Linked DNA regions of Mus musculus: region 1 is linked to region 2. A link is a contact called in public HiChIP or PLAC-seq data. All regions are on one chromosome and are shown on one strand. Each heading gives the region's core, a stretch centred on a gene start, on an enhancer-like site or on the middle of the called end of the contact. The rest is flanking DNA. Distances are from core to core; before and after follow the strand shown. Region 1 holds the start of Zscan20 (zinc finger and SCAN domains 20). Region 2 holds the start of Zfp362 (zinc finger protein 362).

Region 1 (7,085 bases), core at 3,593-6,092, 200 kb before region 2:
CTGTCCTCTAGATACCTCATATTCAATGGGTCAAAACCAAATGTACCTTCCCCAGCAATCAGGGGGCCGAGGCAGGAAGATTCTAAGTTTAAGACCAGCTTGAGCTACAATAGCAAAAAATAAATACATACATACATACATACATACATAAAGCAAATAAACAATAAAATCCTAGTTGCCATCTTTTGTGGCAAGCTCCACAAAAACTACATGCTCCCTGATACAAGACTTGTCCTTGGTCACCAGCTTTTGTGGCATCTCATGCTCTCCCTTGCAACCATGATCACCCTATTGTAATAACCACAGTGCCCAGACCACAGCTTCTGAAGGCTCTAGCACAGTACTCAGTGCATGGAGAAAACAAAGCAGACAGTGATGTTGTGAGCTCATGAGGACCGGAGCACACTAGCCAAAGGACAACTGGTGGCCTGCCCACATCAAAAAGATTCCTCTCTCCCCGACTCCCACCTTCCCGTGGCACTATCTTTTATTACACTCTGTGGAGACACGTGCACGTTGGCACCTATGGAGGTACAGCCTCTCTGATGACACCCATACTGGGTTCTCTTAGAAAACAAGCTAGTCGTCGAAAGTCTAATGGCATAAGACACACCCAACAGGAGGCCACTGGCTGCATCCAAGTAGGAATGGCACAGCAGGACCAGAGGCAAAGGATGGCAGCATCTGGTATTCTGGGCCATCTGACTAGGATGGGTAGAGGCAAGGGTAACAAAAGATAGAGACTGAAGCCGGGCGTGGTGACGCACGCTTTAATCCCAGCACTTGGGAGGCAGAGACAGGCGGATTTCTGAGTTCCAGGCCAGCCTGGTCTACAGAGTGAGTTCCAGGACAGCCAGGGCTACAAAGAGAAACCCTGTCTCAAAAAACAAAAGCAAAAACAAAAAGATAGAGACTGGCCAAAAAGACTTCCATGTACGTAGGAAGATGCTTAGAGAACACAGGGCCACCGGGCTACTTCTGGCTATCCCTCTGCTACATGTGGCTACATGTCACTTCCTCCAGGCATTCCTTGGTGTGCTCTATCATGCCCGGCCACCATCCCTGCTCCTCCCAAAGCAGCTGATACATGGCTCTGAGATAAATGCTCACCCATGGTTTGCAGCCACCCACCCCTACAATGGACAGTGCCACTGCACTGAGGTATACCAGGCCAGTATGGGACCCAGCCTCATAGACAACAAATACCAGTGCCATTAGAGATTTTGTTGTCTTGTATTAAATATGTAAATCTGTTACATCAAAAGTCTAGAATGTCCATGATTTATATTGAAGAATTAATGTTTCATAACTTTTTTTAACACACATTTTCCCAACACACTAATCCAAACACACAATCTGTCACTGTCATACACAAGGAGTAACCTGTCAGGCATTCACAGAATACCCACCATATGCCCTGCACTGTACCGGGAGCTACAGATCCAACAGTGGCTGGGACAGAAAGTCCCTTCAGCCTTCACAAAGTTACAGTCTAGGAACAGACAGTAAGTTGGCAAGCAAAGACTCCTACACTCCTGCATAAAGGAGACACCCGCCAGGCAATGACGCCACCAGTCACCAAGCCAGAGCCGAGGACATCTTCTGGGGGAGAGAGATCCGAAAAACCTCAAAAGTTCATTTCAAACAAATGGAAGAAACCCTTGTCAGAATCATATATCGATCTATCCATATGGCCTAGACTACGGTGGGGGAAGGGAGGTCCACACTGTCAGTCAGGAGCGTGGCAAGAGCATTCTCCAGCCCTGAGGCCTCCAGAGATACACCGAGGCCTCCAAGAGGTGCCTTTTATCCACACTAAGTACAGTCCTAAACATTCTCCATCTAGATTTGCACAGAATCCTCCAGACAAGGAAGTAGAGGGACCGTCACTGACCTATAACACCCATGACCCAGGAAGACCAGAATGGAAACGGGCTGTCTCCAATTCTTCTGCCTCGTGGTCACACTAGAAAACCTGAGCTTATGCCAAGACTGAGTGCTCACTGAGTCCTTAACAAAGGACTCCCAAGCTATGATGTATAGAGAGAAACAGAACTTCTCAAAGAGAGAAGGTAGGGAGAGGGGGGAAAAGAGAGAGGGGGGAGAAAAAGTCCTAAACCCACCAAGTGTCTGAGCTAGGACCTAGGCCCAGGTTAGTCTCCCACCATTTTCCGTAATCCCGTCACATCCTCCTACCTGCTAGAATCATGCCACGGGAGACAGACAAGAACATCCATGGAAGAGTGAGACTTCTGCCTCTTAGCTGCTGTGTCACACCGTGCAGGTCAGACAGCCTCCTGTCCTACCCAGCTCTTATCACAGGCTAACTTGTGAAACAAGAATAGAATAAGCAGGCAGCGAGCCTGAAACGGAAAAAGTAAATACGGGCAGGGACTGTGACCCATCGTGGAGCCCTAAGAGGACGGCGAGCCCAGGACGTCCCCGGTTCTTCAGTCTTCTCCAAGAGAAACCAGACCTCTAGAGTTCACATGCTGGCAACGGCCAGAATTGCTTCAGACACGTGAGGGACTTCACCCCACGTGGGCTGCCACTATGTCTCCTCTTGTGGTGCTACTCCTCATGTCTCCGCTACTCCCCGCCTGCTTTTCTTTTTGTGAGCCTTTCTTGGCACTGAATGGAAGCAGCGTGTCTTTCCTACAGCATTATTCCAGACAGAAGTCTGAATAAATAAATCACAAAGGTTTCACTTCCAGTTCCCAGAAAGACTTAGGAGGGGTGCAGAGTCCCCAAATGATGAAAGGGTACTCAATCAAAATCAGGGCCACCAGAATTCACTGTATAAAATTCTCACATTTAATTTAAAAACAAAAAAACAAAAACCTTTTTTTTTTTAAGTTGTTCCACTTTACCACAGGGAAGCTGAGCGGGGCCTTGGCAACTGGGTACTGGATGTGAATGCGGAGCTAAGTTCCCCCCCCCCCTCCACCCACTCCTGTGACAACAGAGGAGGAGAGAAGATGCTCCCTCGGTCCAGAGAGAGGACCAGATTGGTTGGGATCCTCTAAGCAGCTGGGAGCTCCCAATGGTTGTCAGTCCTACTGGGCTAACTATGCAATCTATGGCTGTAAGAGGGGAGACTCGCATCTAAGGACTGGAACTGGGGGTGGCAGATAGGCCTCACTTAGCCGACCATCCTCCATCATGGGGGAAGCTACCTAGAGGAGTCTGCTGAGAAATGAGCTCCATATGGATATATGTTGTGATCAATTAGCAATGGCTGCCGGGCCTCAGGTAAAGGAAGCCGCTGTATGCATCCCTATGTGTTGGCCAACACTGTCCTTAAGCCCCCAACAACCTCAGCTCCCAGCAGATATCGATGTCAGGAAGAAGATTGAAGCTCACAGCCCTGGAAGTCCGTAGCCATTTTCAAACGTGGTCTAACAAAGCTCCCCCTGAGAGTCTTTAGCCCACATTCACCAAGTCTTTACTCATTTGCTGGATCTACATTAGATGTCTGCTGTTCTGGGCTGGACCAAAGAAAATGGAGATGATCCAGACACTGCCTGCCCTGATGAAGCTATCTAGTGGAAGAGACAAATAATAATAATGATAATTAATAAATTTAAAAGTCACAGATAATTATATTAATCCAATGTCATAAAGAAAGTGTGATTTGGGAGCTGGGAAGTTGGAGGTGGCAATTTGCTTAAGGAACTGTTGATTTGGTTCTTGAGTACAACGCAGAGAGAATGGGGGAGGGAGGTTACAGCAGAGAGGCAGGCTATGAAATAGTAGAGAAGCAAAATGGCCCACCTGGAGAATGGGAAACACCTTGGCAGCCCCGGAGCGTGCAGTATGGGAAAAGTGGGCTGCAAAGAGCATTATGAAGAATCTACTAGATCAGATTCCATTCAACACGTGTTGCATGCCAGGGATGGATTCCAAGCTGGAGAACAAACGGAAGGTATACAGTTGAGGGTTTCAACAGATCACACTAGCTGCAATGTTTCTCCGAGTTGGAGAAATGAAAATGTGGACACTTCTGCAGAGGCTCCCGGAAGACAGAGGTCATTTTAAGAGATACTAAAGAAATGGCAAGCCTCGAACAGTGTACAGCAAACGGCGTGGATGAAGAAGAATGCAGGCGCAGGTGGAATCAGCTGGTAAAACAAGTAGGTCAGTGGGCGGGTCAGCAGGGGTGGGCGGGTCAGTCGAGGGTGGGCGGGTCAGTAGATAAAGATGCCTTTCACTTCTATCAGTTATGAGGAAAGAAGTACAGGTTTGGGATTGAACACAATAGCCAGTCCCGTCACAGATGACATGAACGCAGGTGTCGAGAATGAAGCACTATTTTAAGGTCAGACTTTCCGCTCAGGGCCTCTTCACTTCTTTGCCAGGGCCCTTGAGTTCTCTCTTCCCTTGATTGTGCTTTTCTAGACCCTAAGGTAACTTCCCCTCACAGCCAAAACGCATCTCTACCACCTTACCCACAGACCTCGGTAAGACCCGTCTCACTGCCCGCCTCTCCAACTCACTCTTCATCCCGACCCCTCGGTGACCCTGCCCATCTCCACACGCTGCAGCCTCTGCCCGCCCGCACTCCCGCCCCGACACACACACACACACACACACACACACACACACACACACACACGCCACGATGCTTGCTTTCCCCTCTCACCTTCCCAGCTCCCCTCCCCCGCGGGTACCACCACCTCCAAAGCCTCCAGCCCAGCGCCTGATTCTCAACTGCACCCCATCCGCCACCCAGACTCACCCACAGAGACACCCACTTCTCAACAGGCCGGAAGTGCTCCCGGGCTCTTGCAGGGGATGCTGGGACGCATAGTCCCAGCGCCGCCAGCCCTGGAACCCGATCTCTGAGACCACAACTCCCAAAAGGCAACGCGCGAGCACCGGTGGCCACTCCTCTATCGGCCGCCTCTCAGATGACGTCAGCCAATGAGTGCCTCATCTTCTCAGGCGCTCTGGTACCGGAACAAATCTTGCAGGGCCAATGCCTGGGGGGGTGTAGCTCGATACTATTCTCTTCCATTGGTTCTGCGGTGACGGTGCCGCCTACTGGGTGGAGTCTAGATTAGAAGGGCGTGGGGTCGGGGTCTACTGAAGAAGCGTGGGGCCCCCTGGGTTGAGCTGGAGAGAGTAGGGAAAAATAATAAAAAAAGGAAAGAGGGTGAATACAGTGACCATCTATTGGGCAAGAGAGAGTTTGTCTGTTGTAACTACAATTTCAAATTCACAAATTCACAACTTAGTTGAGTGGTTTGGCAGAGTTCTATATCTCACCTCTTCACTTGTGAAGTAAGAATAATAGCATTCATGTGACAGGTTTATGTGAGGCATCAGTGAGGCAATAAACCTAGAACTGTTAATTCGGATCCAGGATCCAACTATAGATAGCAGATACTAGCCATTTTTATGTAAATTAGTCTTACGGAGTTTGAATCCCTGGGTGTCAGAAACACGTTAATCCCTGTAGCTGAATAATCTTAGTGTAATACTTAGTTGCTTTGTTCCACGGTCCTGGCTAGTTTCATGCGAACTTGACACGAGCTTGAGTCATCAGAGAAAAGAGAGATTCCGTGAAGAAGATGCCTTCATAAGAGGGACTATGGGAGAACTTGCGGGACTTTCTCGTAATGATTGATAGTGGAGGGCTCAGGCAATTGTGGGTGGGGCTACCCCTGGGCCGGTGGTCTAGGGTTCTGTAAGAAAGCAGACTGAGCAAGCCAGTAAGCAGCGTTTCCTCCATGGCCCCTGCATCAGCTCCTGCCTCCAGGTTCCTGCTTTGTGGGAGTTCCTATCCTGGCTCCCTCCAGTGACAGATTACAACGTGGAAGTGTAAGCCGAATAAACCCTTTCTTCCCCAAGTTGCTTTGGTCACTGCGTTTTGTCATAGCAATAGAAACCCTATGATAAACACTGTAAATACTCTTGAGGTATGAGCCATCTAATAGGAAGCTGGAAATGTGGGTCTTGTAGTCAGTCAGCCATAGATTCAAACCCCAATTCATACATCCCATCTGTATGTCCTTGAACAAACAAACAACTCCATCACGATTGTCTTTTTTTTTTTTCAGCTGTAAAATTTAGGTGACAGAACAAAACCTCCATCTCAGGGTAGGTTCCTGGGAGATTAAAGATAATATGTAGGTAAAACATGGAGTCCAGCCACTTGCTTTCAATGTGGGATCTATGCCTTGATACTCCCTAGCTGCAAAGCCTCCAGCAAACTCCAAACGCCTCTTTTGTAAACATGTTTGTGTGGATAGATGCACTGTGCATGCAGGTGCATGTGCCTGTGGAGGCCTGAGGTCAAAATGAATGCCCTTTTTGGAGCATTCTCCACCCTGATTACTAGAGTGAGGGTCTCTTACTGAACTGAAGGATCCAGCTAGGTTAGCTAACCCATGAGCTCTGGGAATCTGCCTGTCTCTGCCTCCCCATCCCACTTGCCAGTACAGGCGTTACCTATGGCACTGACACTCCTGGCTTTTATATGAATGCTGAGGACCTGAACTGAGACCCTTATTGAACATGTGGCAGGTACCTTATCAATTGTGCTACCTCCCTGTGGTGACTTGAATATCCTTGGCCCAGGGAGTGGCACTATGAGGAGGTGTGGCCTTGTTGGAGGAAGTGTGTCACTGTGGGGGTGGGCTTTAAGACGCTCTTCCTAGCTGCCTGGAAAGAGTCTTCTGTTTGCCTTCAGAACAAGGTGTAGAATTCTCAGCTCCGGGCTGGTGAGATGGCTCAGTGGGTAAGAGCACCTGACTGCTCCTCCAAAGGTCCAGAGTTCAAATCCCAGCAACCACATGGTGGCTCACAACCATCCACAACAAGATCTGACGCCCTCTCCTGGAGTGTCTGAAGACAGCTACAGTGTACTTACATATATTAATAAAATAAATCTTTTAAAAAAAAAAGAATTCTCAGCTCCTCCAGCGCCATGCCTGCCTGGATGCTGCCATGCTTCCAGACATGATGATAATGGACTGAACCTCTGAACCTGTAAGCCAGCCCCAATTAAAGGTTGTCCTTTATAAAAGTTGCCTTGGTGTATGGTGTCTCTTTATAGCAATGGAAATCCCAAACTAAGATAC
Region 2 (6,757 bases), core at 3,728-6,227:
GAGGGGGGGGCGGATGGTACTGAATGGGGCACAGCTACTCCCGCCAGGGCTTCTTGCTTCCCCTGAACCCCCAGGCAAAGGCTGGGCAGCCTGTTCAAACCTGATGATCAGAGAGGTAAAGAAAGCCTCAGGAGACACATACAGTCGTAGGCACAGAGCACCCCTCTTCCCTAACCCTGTAGTTTCCCCAATGAGTAAGAAGACATTGGCTGCATAAGCATCATCAGATGCCCACTACAGGAGCAGAACGCGGGTCTCATTTCCCTGAGGACATCAAGCCTCTCTAGGGACCCCAAGCAAGTGTCAGCATGGTGCTACAGAGACAGGAGTGGGGTGGGGTGGTGGGTGGGGTGCTTAGGTAATACTTAGCAGTCTCTGTGTACCCATTGATTCGTTCTTTCACATGTTCAATATTGTGCACCAAGACCACCAGACTGACCCAGTCAACACCCCCGGAAGCCGGCACTCTAGCTTGGCTTCCCACGGTCATTCACTGGAAGGTGCAGGAACTCTAAGTGTGTAAAGAAGAAACAGTGTCCCAGCAGTGACAGCCACCTGACTGCATGGGTGACAAGGGCTCTAGGGAGGGAGGGAGTTCTAGGAGAGAGAGAGCAGAAGCTCTTCAGTTAGGATGTGGGCAGGGGTCAGGTAAGGCTGGGCTTCCCCACAACTGTGGGATCCTAACCAGACCCAGCAGTGCTCCCACCTGGCACCAGACGCCCCTCAACTCCACAGAGATAAGCTCTCTGACTCCTCCATACCCATACTTCCTCAGCTGCAAAAGAGGATAACAGTGACAACTATATCTCCATATGCACAAAGCCTCAGAGAACATGGTCTGGCACAAAGTGACCACCCTCTGTTGCTCCCTAAACACATGGTGACAGTTCATGACAGGGTCATGGTCAAAGTGTCAAAGGTTCTGGGTGGGGGAAGCTGCTTGGGTTCTACCGTTCTGAGTCTGGGCCTGTGATCTAATCAATCCCACCACTGCCTAACAACAACCCCAAGATTCCCAGGGGAGGATGACAGACCTCGATGTGACATCACCTCCCAGGCACTGCCAGGACACCGAGGCTGCCACCACACCTGGCTCCACAGTCCCTCCTCACCTCTGCCGAAGTCCCGACCACACCTCACTGGAAGCCTGAGTGGCCCTTAAGCTGCTCTAGAACTTAAACATGTGCCCGGGGCAGACATGTGTTTGCTTAAACAAACAAGCAAATGAGAAGGTCTCAGATGCCCAGAGCCACAAAAGAAAATACGCAGGGGCTCATGTAACAGTGGGAAGCTATTTACAGCAGACGGTCAGCAAAGGCCCCTTTGAGGAGGTGATGTTCGATGGTGCCACGGGATCGGGGAAAAAAAAACATTCCAGGTCAGGGAAGGTGCGCAAAGAAGCTAGCGTGGCCAGAGGTGGTAAGATATAGGGGTAGGCAGGGCAGGGCTGGCGCGTGAAAGCAGAGGTTGAAAGGTGGGCAAGGCTGAAACTACAGAAGCCCCCCTCCCCCTCCCCATCCCCGTAGGCCAGAATTATTACTTATTTTTCTACTAAATTTCTACTACTTATTTTTCTTCTAAATGTTCAGGAAGCAGTGGAACTTTCAGCAGGGGGAGAAGGGGATTGTCAGGGTCCACAGATCACTTGGCATTCTGAAAACCCCCCCGCCATGGTTCACAGAGACAAGGCCTGGACTAGAAAAGTAAATGACGGTCCTTATGGGGCAGTGACCATGTCCTGAGCACATGCCCAGGACATGCCTGGCCGGGCGGGAGACCTCAGAGCCACTGTTATTATCTCCCCCCATCATGGTGAGATAAGGACAGCGCCCACTGTACAGGTGGAAGCTCACAGAGGTACAGGGCATGCTCAGAGATCTGAGACACAAATGCTAAAGAGCCTCTGATACTCTCAATCCCTAGGAACGTACCCGAAGCCTTGGCTTTTCTCCTCTGTTGGTATTCAAAAGTGCCAGGGTTACATTTGCATCTCATATCTGTCCAACCTGGGCTGGGGGGAGCTGGACTGATTGGATGGATGGAAGGATGGATGGACGGACGGACGGACGGACGGATGGTTGATGGGACAGACAGGACTACTGAACTGACCCATAGACTAAGAAGTGGACAGTGGAAGAACAAATGAATGGCCTAGTCACAAATGAGAGACTATACAAACAGTAAGAATACAGAGCAACAAGAGAAGAGGCAAGGAATGGCTGCCTAGGGAAGGGCAGGGCTAAGCTTGCTTTAGACAGAGGCCACAGCTTGCTCACACAGCAGTTTCTTCCCACCTAAGACCAAGCTGGCCTCTGTTTCCCAAGGTCACCGCAGACTATCCCTTAGCCCCTAGGGCCAACTTATCTAGTGTAGCCATTACCCGCCAGCCCCTGCACCAGCTAGCTCCCCTACACCCAGCCCAGTGTTTCACTCTCTCTCTCTGAGCATTTCACAGAAAAAAGGAGACAGGAGATCGGGGCTCCAGAACAAGCTAGGGCCAGACTTGGAGCCAGTGCTTTCCTCTCCGAGTCCAGATGACCTCCGGGGCCTTTTCATCTCTGACATTCTTTGGGGTGGGAGTAAGCCTCTGGATTTTTACACAGCCACTGGGGTCAGCAGAAGAATTTCAGACCAAAAACTAGAAGTTGGGAAAGGTCCTGCCCACAGCACCACCCACTTAGGAAAGGCCCACACAAGGAGTCTGCAGGCCATCCCTCCTCCGTCACTGCCCAGCCTCTCTAAGCCTCAGTTTCTTAATTTTAAAATGAGTTCAACTGCCCCCACCTGAACATCTGACCTCAACTCAGTTTTGGGGAGCGCCTGACATGGCTGTAGCCACATAGGACATGGTACACACTGTGACATTTGATTTCCTGAAATGTGATGATAATGGGGTCCAGGGGGAAAGGAAGGGGGCCACACTGTCTATTCCTGTTCAGTTTTGTCTGAAGCAAACCATGCTGGGGGTGAGAGCGCTCCAAAACAGAGAACCCAAACGTGGGTTCCAGTCTCAGCTCTCCTCTACTGGGCAGAGTAGTGACTCTTGGGCCTCAGTTTCTCCATCTAAAACCTTGTTGGTTCAGAACCGGGTGACCCAGGCATGCCTAGCTCTGCAGCTCAACGCTCTCAGGCCTTGTTCCCACTGGCTGCCCTTGGGGAGCTCACATTGGCCTGGTGAAGCCAGGACACCGCTCTGAAAGGAGACTTTTCCCTCCAGGAAATGGGGGGAGGGCCCTAGATAAGCACAAAGGCTCAGAGCATCCTCCTAGGACAGAGTCTCCCCCAAAAGGGGAAAAGACCACATTCAGATTTTATGGGCCTGGCCTCATACCACTCTGCTGCCTGTACAGTCACCAGCCAGTCCAGTCAGCCACTTCAGAAACTCAACTGATGTCCAATCAGGAGACTTCAAAGTGGCAGGCCGGGTGGCAGAAAGGAGTTAACACAAGCAGAGGACAGGCCCAGAACACAAGGGCCAGGCAGTCAGCTACTCCTATGTATATCGGGACCCACAGGAGCTGCAGGCCTGTACCCAGCTAAAAACCCACCACTAAGGACATTCATCAACAGAGGCCATCTCTGGAGGCTAAGAAGACCACCCATACCTGAAGGGGGTTCTTCCACTGCAATCAACCAGACTTGCCCCAAGAGGGGGCTACCAAAACTTCCTGTCCACCAAGGGGGCTCTGGCCACCCATGAAGGGGCAAGCCTCCCTCCATCTCCAACACACACACAGCTCCTAAAGGATCCACACTGCTGGAGGACAGGGTGGCAAGAAGGGTCATGTCCTCATGACAGGGATCTTAGCTCCAAACCCTGGGCCCACTTTATGCCCCTAGAGCCAGCCAACTCCCCCAAATCTGGGGCTACAATATAGTTCCTTACAATACCACTTTGATACAGAGCCTCGTCCAAACGACTCCTCCCAAAACCTCTCACCTCAGCCCTACACACACACACACACACACACACACACACACACACACACACACGACATCCCCACCCACGCAGTTCTGGGGAAACCGGCAGTTAACTTTTCCCAAAAACCCTGCAAAGGCGACTAGCTAGGTGGGAAGAAACAGAGAAATGGGCCCCCATATCCTTTCGCGGCATCTCAGGGCCCTCAGGGGAAGAAAAAAAAAATCTTAAAAAAAAAAAAAAGCAAGAAAGAAAAGAAAACTTTCAGAGTTAACTTTAAATTCCCAGCCCCCTCCCCCCAAATCACCCGGCAGCTTCTCTCCCCCTTATTTTTTCCTTTAAAGTGTAATTGTATTGTGTCTCACCTCCCCGAAAGGCTCCCGGCTCTCTCCAAAGAAAAGGAAAAAAGCCAACCCTTCGGGTGCCCCCTCTGCTTCCAGCCGCCTCTCCCACATTCTCAGACAGTTTTATTAAAATCTTCAGACAAAAGAAAAACAAAAATGGCAGCCTGGCTTATTTTTAAAACAGGACAGGGACGCCATATTCTGCAGATCTGCAAAAAAACGGAGAAATCCGGCACTGGCCGCTCCACCGGGCCGGCTGCAAAGTGCGCGAACCGCGCCGTTTGCAATCCGTTTATTTGCATTAAGCCCCATGAATCATTGTTTACCGGAGAATTGCAGCAGGTTTGAATAGCCCGGCTTAGGAAAACACACACGCACACACTCGGAGACGAACCCCAGACACGCCGCGGGAGACGCTGCCTACCCCGCGCGCGCAGCCGCCGCAGCCACGGCCGCCCCGGGGCCCGGCCCGAGGCACCGGCGACCCCCGGGCCCACGCAGCGCGGCCGCCCCGCGCTGACAGCGCTCGCGCCCGCCCGGCCCCCGCCCCGCAACTCGGCGCAACTTTCCCGCGGGCGGGCCCGCTCCCCCGCGCGCCCCGGGCCCGCACGGACCTGGCAGTGCTGGCGGCGCTCCGGGACGCGGCCGCAGCCCCGAGCCCGGCGGCCCGAGTAGGGCCGGGCTGGGGGCTCCCGGCTTCGGCGGTGGCGGCGGTGGCGGCGGCGCGCGGCTGGGGCTCGGTGCGGAGCGGCGCGCAAACCTTCCGGGTCGCCTGCTGTTCACTTCTGGGTTCTGCAGGCGCCGCGGCGGCGGAGGCCGGCTGTGCAGCCGCGCGGCCCCGGCGCGCTGGGCCCCGCGAGCGAGCCGCGTCCGGCCCCCCGCCTCTCGGCTGCGCAGCCCGCCCGGCCCCGGGGCTCCGGCGAGTGGGCAGCGCCCGGCGCTGGCGACGGCGAGGGGAGGGGGCCGGCGGGGCGGGGACGGGCCGCGCGCTGGGGGCCCCCGCTCGGCCCCGGGGCCTCGTCTCGCGCTCGCCGCCGCCGCCGCCAAGGAAAGTTGCGCGGCGCCCCCTGCCCGCGCCGCGCCGCGCCGGAGGCTGAGCCACAAAGGAACTCCGCGCCCCCCTCCGCCCGCCCGAGCCGCGCGGGGAGGGCACCGGCGCCCGGCCCTAGGACAGCCCCTTCCCCAGCACGGGGGCTCCCGGGGCCCGGGCGGCCGCGGCCATTGTCCCGCCCAGACTCCGCTCCCGGGTGGCGGTGGCCTGGGGACCCGGGACTGGCTGGTCACGCTGCTCTCGGGAGGGGTGGGGGTGTCCCTCCTTGGGAAATCGCAAGCTGGTGCAGACCCCCACGGTGCTCCCCCCCCCCCCCACACACACACCCGGTGACAAACGGCCAGGCTCAAGATCCCTGCTAAGATTTTGGTTATTTATTTCTGAAGAAAGGACGTGGGGGCGGGGTGGGGTGCAGAAGTTTGCACAAGCCAGGACACCGCTTCCCAACCCTAGGCCTGAGTCTCAGCGGTGGGGCGACCAGGAGCTGACAGCACTTCTAGAAAGTCTATCAGAGGTGGCACCGCCTGTCCCCCCAGCTCCAGACCTCAGAGCCATCTGCGCGACTCCTCCTCCCGCCTCACCCTCCCCAGCCAATCAGTCACCAAGTCCTCTTGATTCGGCCTCGCGGGCTGTGTCAACTTCTAAACTTCACTTCTACCTGAGGAGGCAGGCATTCCCGATTCCGAACCCGCTTAGATTTCTGTGGCACACTCTGCTGTCCACCTGCAGGCCTAGAGGATCAGGGCTGCCTCTGCCGTCCTAAGCATCCCAGAGAAGGAAGGACACAAAAAACCATCCTGCTTTCTGGGAAGTATAAGTTCATAGGCACGTGCGCTAGTTGGCTGGGAACACAGTTCTAAAAAGTGTGGACAAAGTCGCTGTCCTCGTGAGGATTCCAGTTTAGCACAGGATGTCACACATTGGGGAAGCTGGAGGGTGGGACCCACGGAGGTCGTTGGTTCCTTCTCAAAGCATCAAGCACACAATTCCGGGCATAGGGCAGAGGCACAATAAGCAAGCGGCAAAAATTAACTGGAATGATATGGTATTGACAACACAGAGAAGGCTACTCTCCTAGAGAGATAGGGGCTGTTTTCAGAACATGGCTCTGGGATGAGCCTGGAGAAGAGAGGAACACCTTTGTTCTGAAAACAAAAAGACTAGCCCAGAGTTGAGAAGGTTCTGTGAGGAAAAACACTGGCCAGCAATGGGAATGAAGCGAGAAATCACCCGTGTAGAAGAATCAAGAATCGAGGTGTGGGATGTGGGGCATGGGTTTTAGAGTGACTTCCTTCCAAATGCACAGTCAGAAAAGGAAGAAGAAAACAAATGAAGGGCACATCAGCAGCCATGAATCATGCTGACGGTGTGCACATTTGACGAGATGAAAAGCAAACCTTCCGGGGCTGGAGGCATGACTCTGCAGTTAGAATGCACTGGGCC

The links. HiChIP or PLAC-seq counts read pairs in DNA pulled down with a chosen protein or histone mark.
Region 1: a contact with region 2 is called in an H3K27ac HiChIP or PLAC-seq map of T-cell acute lymphoblastic leukemia, with 12 times the contacts expected there. The contact joins the promoter of Zscan20 here to the promoter of Zfp362 in region 2. A contact is called at or near these places in 11 of 39 promoter capture datasets (the 3T3-L1 cell line, the C10 cell line, the HPC-7 cell line and 7 more), 15 of 484 Hi-C or Micro-C datasets (B cells, CD4 T cells, CD8 T cells and 10 more), 16 of 115 datasets of contacts at active chromatin or transcription factors (T-cell acute lymphoblastic leukemia, bone marrow-derived macrophages, craniofacial prominence and 11 more) and 5 of 9 other capture datasets (adipose tissue, embryonic stem cells, liver and 2 more).

Annotation. Positions count from the first base shown.
Region 1 is chr4:128,605,256-128,612,340 of GRCm38.p6, forward strand. It overlaps Zscan20 (zinc finger and SCAN domains 20), which reads right to left and starts at 4,843. Exons shown (of 8, transcript NM_177758.4): 1 at 4,739-4,843.
Region 2 is chr4:128,801,135-128,807,891 of GRCm38.p6, forward strand. It overlaps Zfp362 (zinc finger protein 362), which reads right to left and starts at 4,978. Exons shown (of 9, transcript NM_001081098.1): 1 at 4,878-4,978.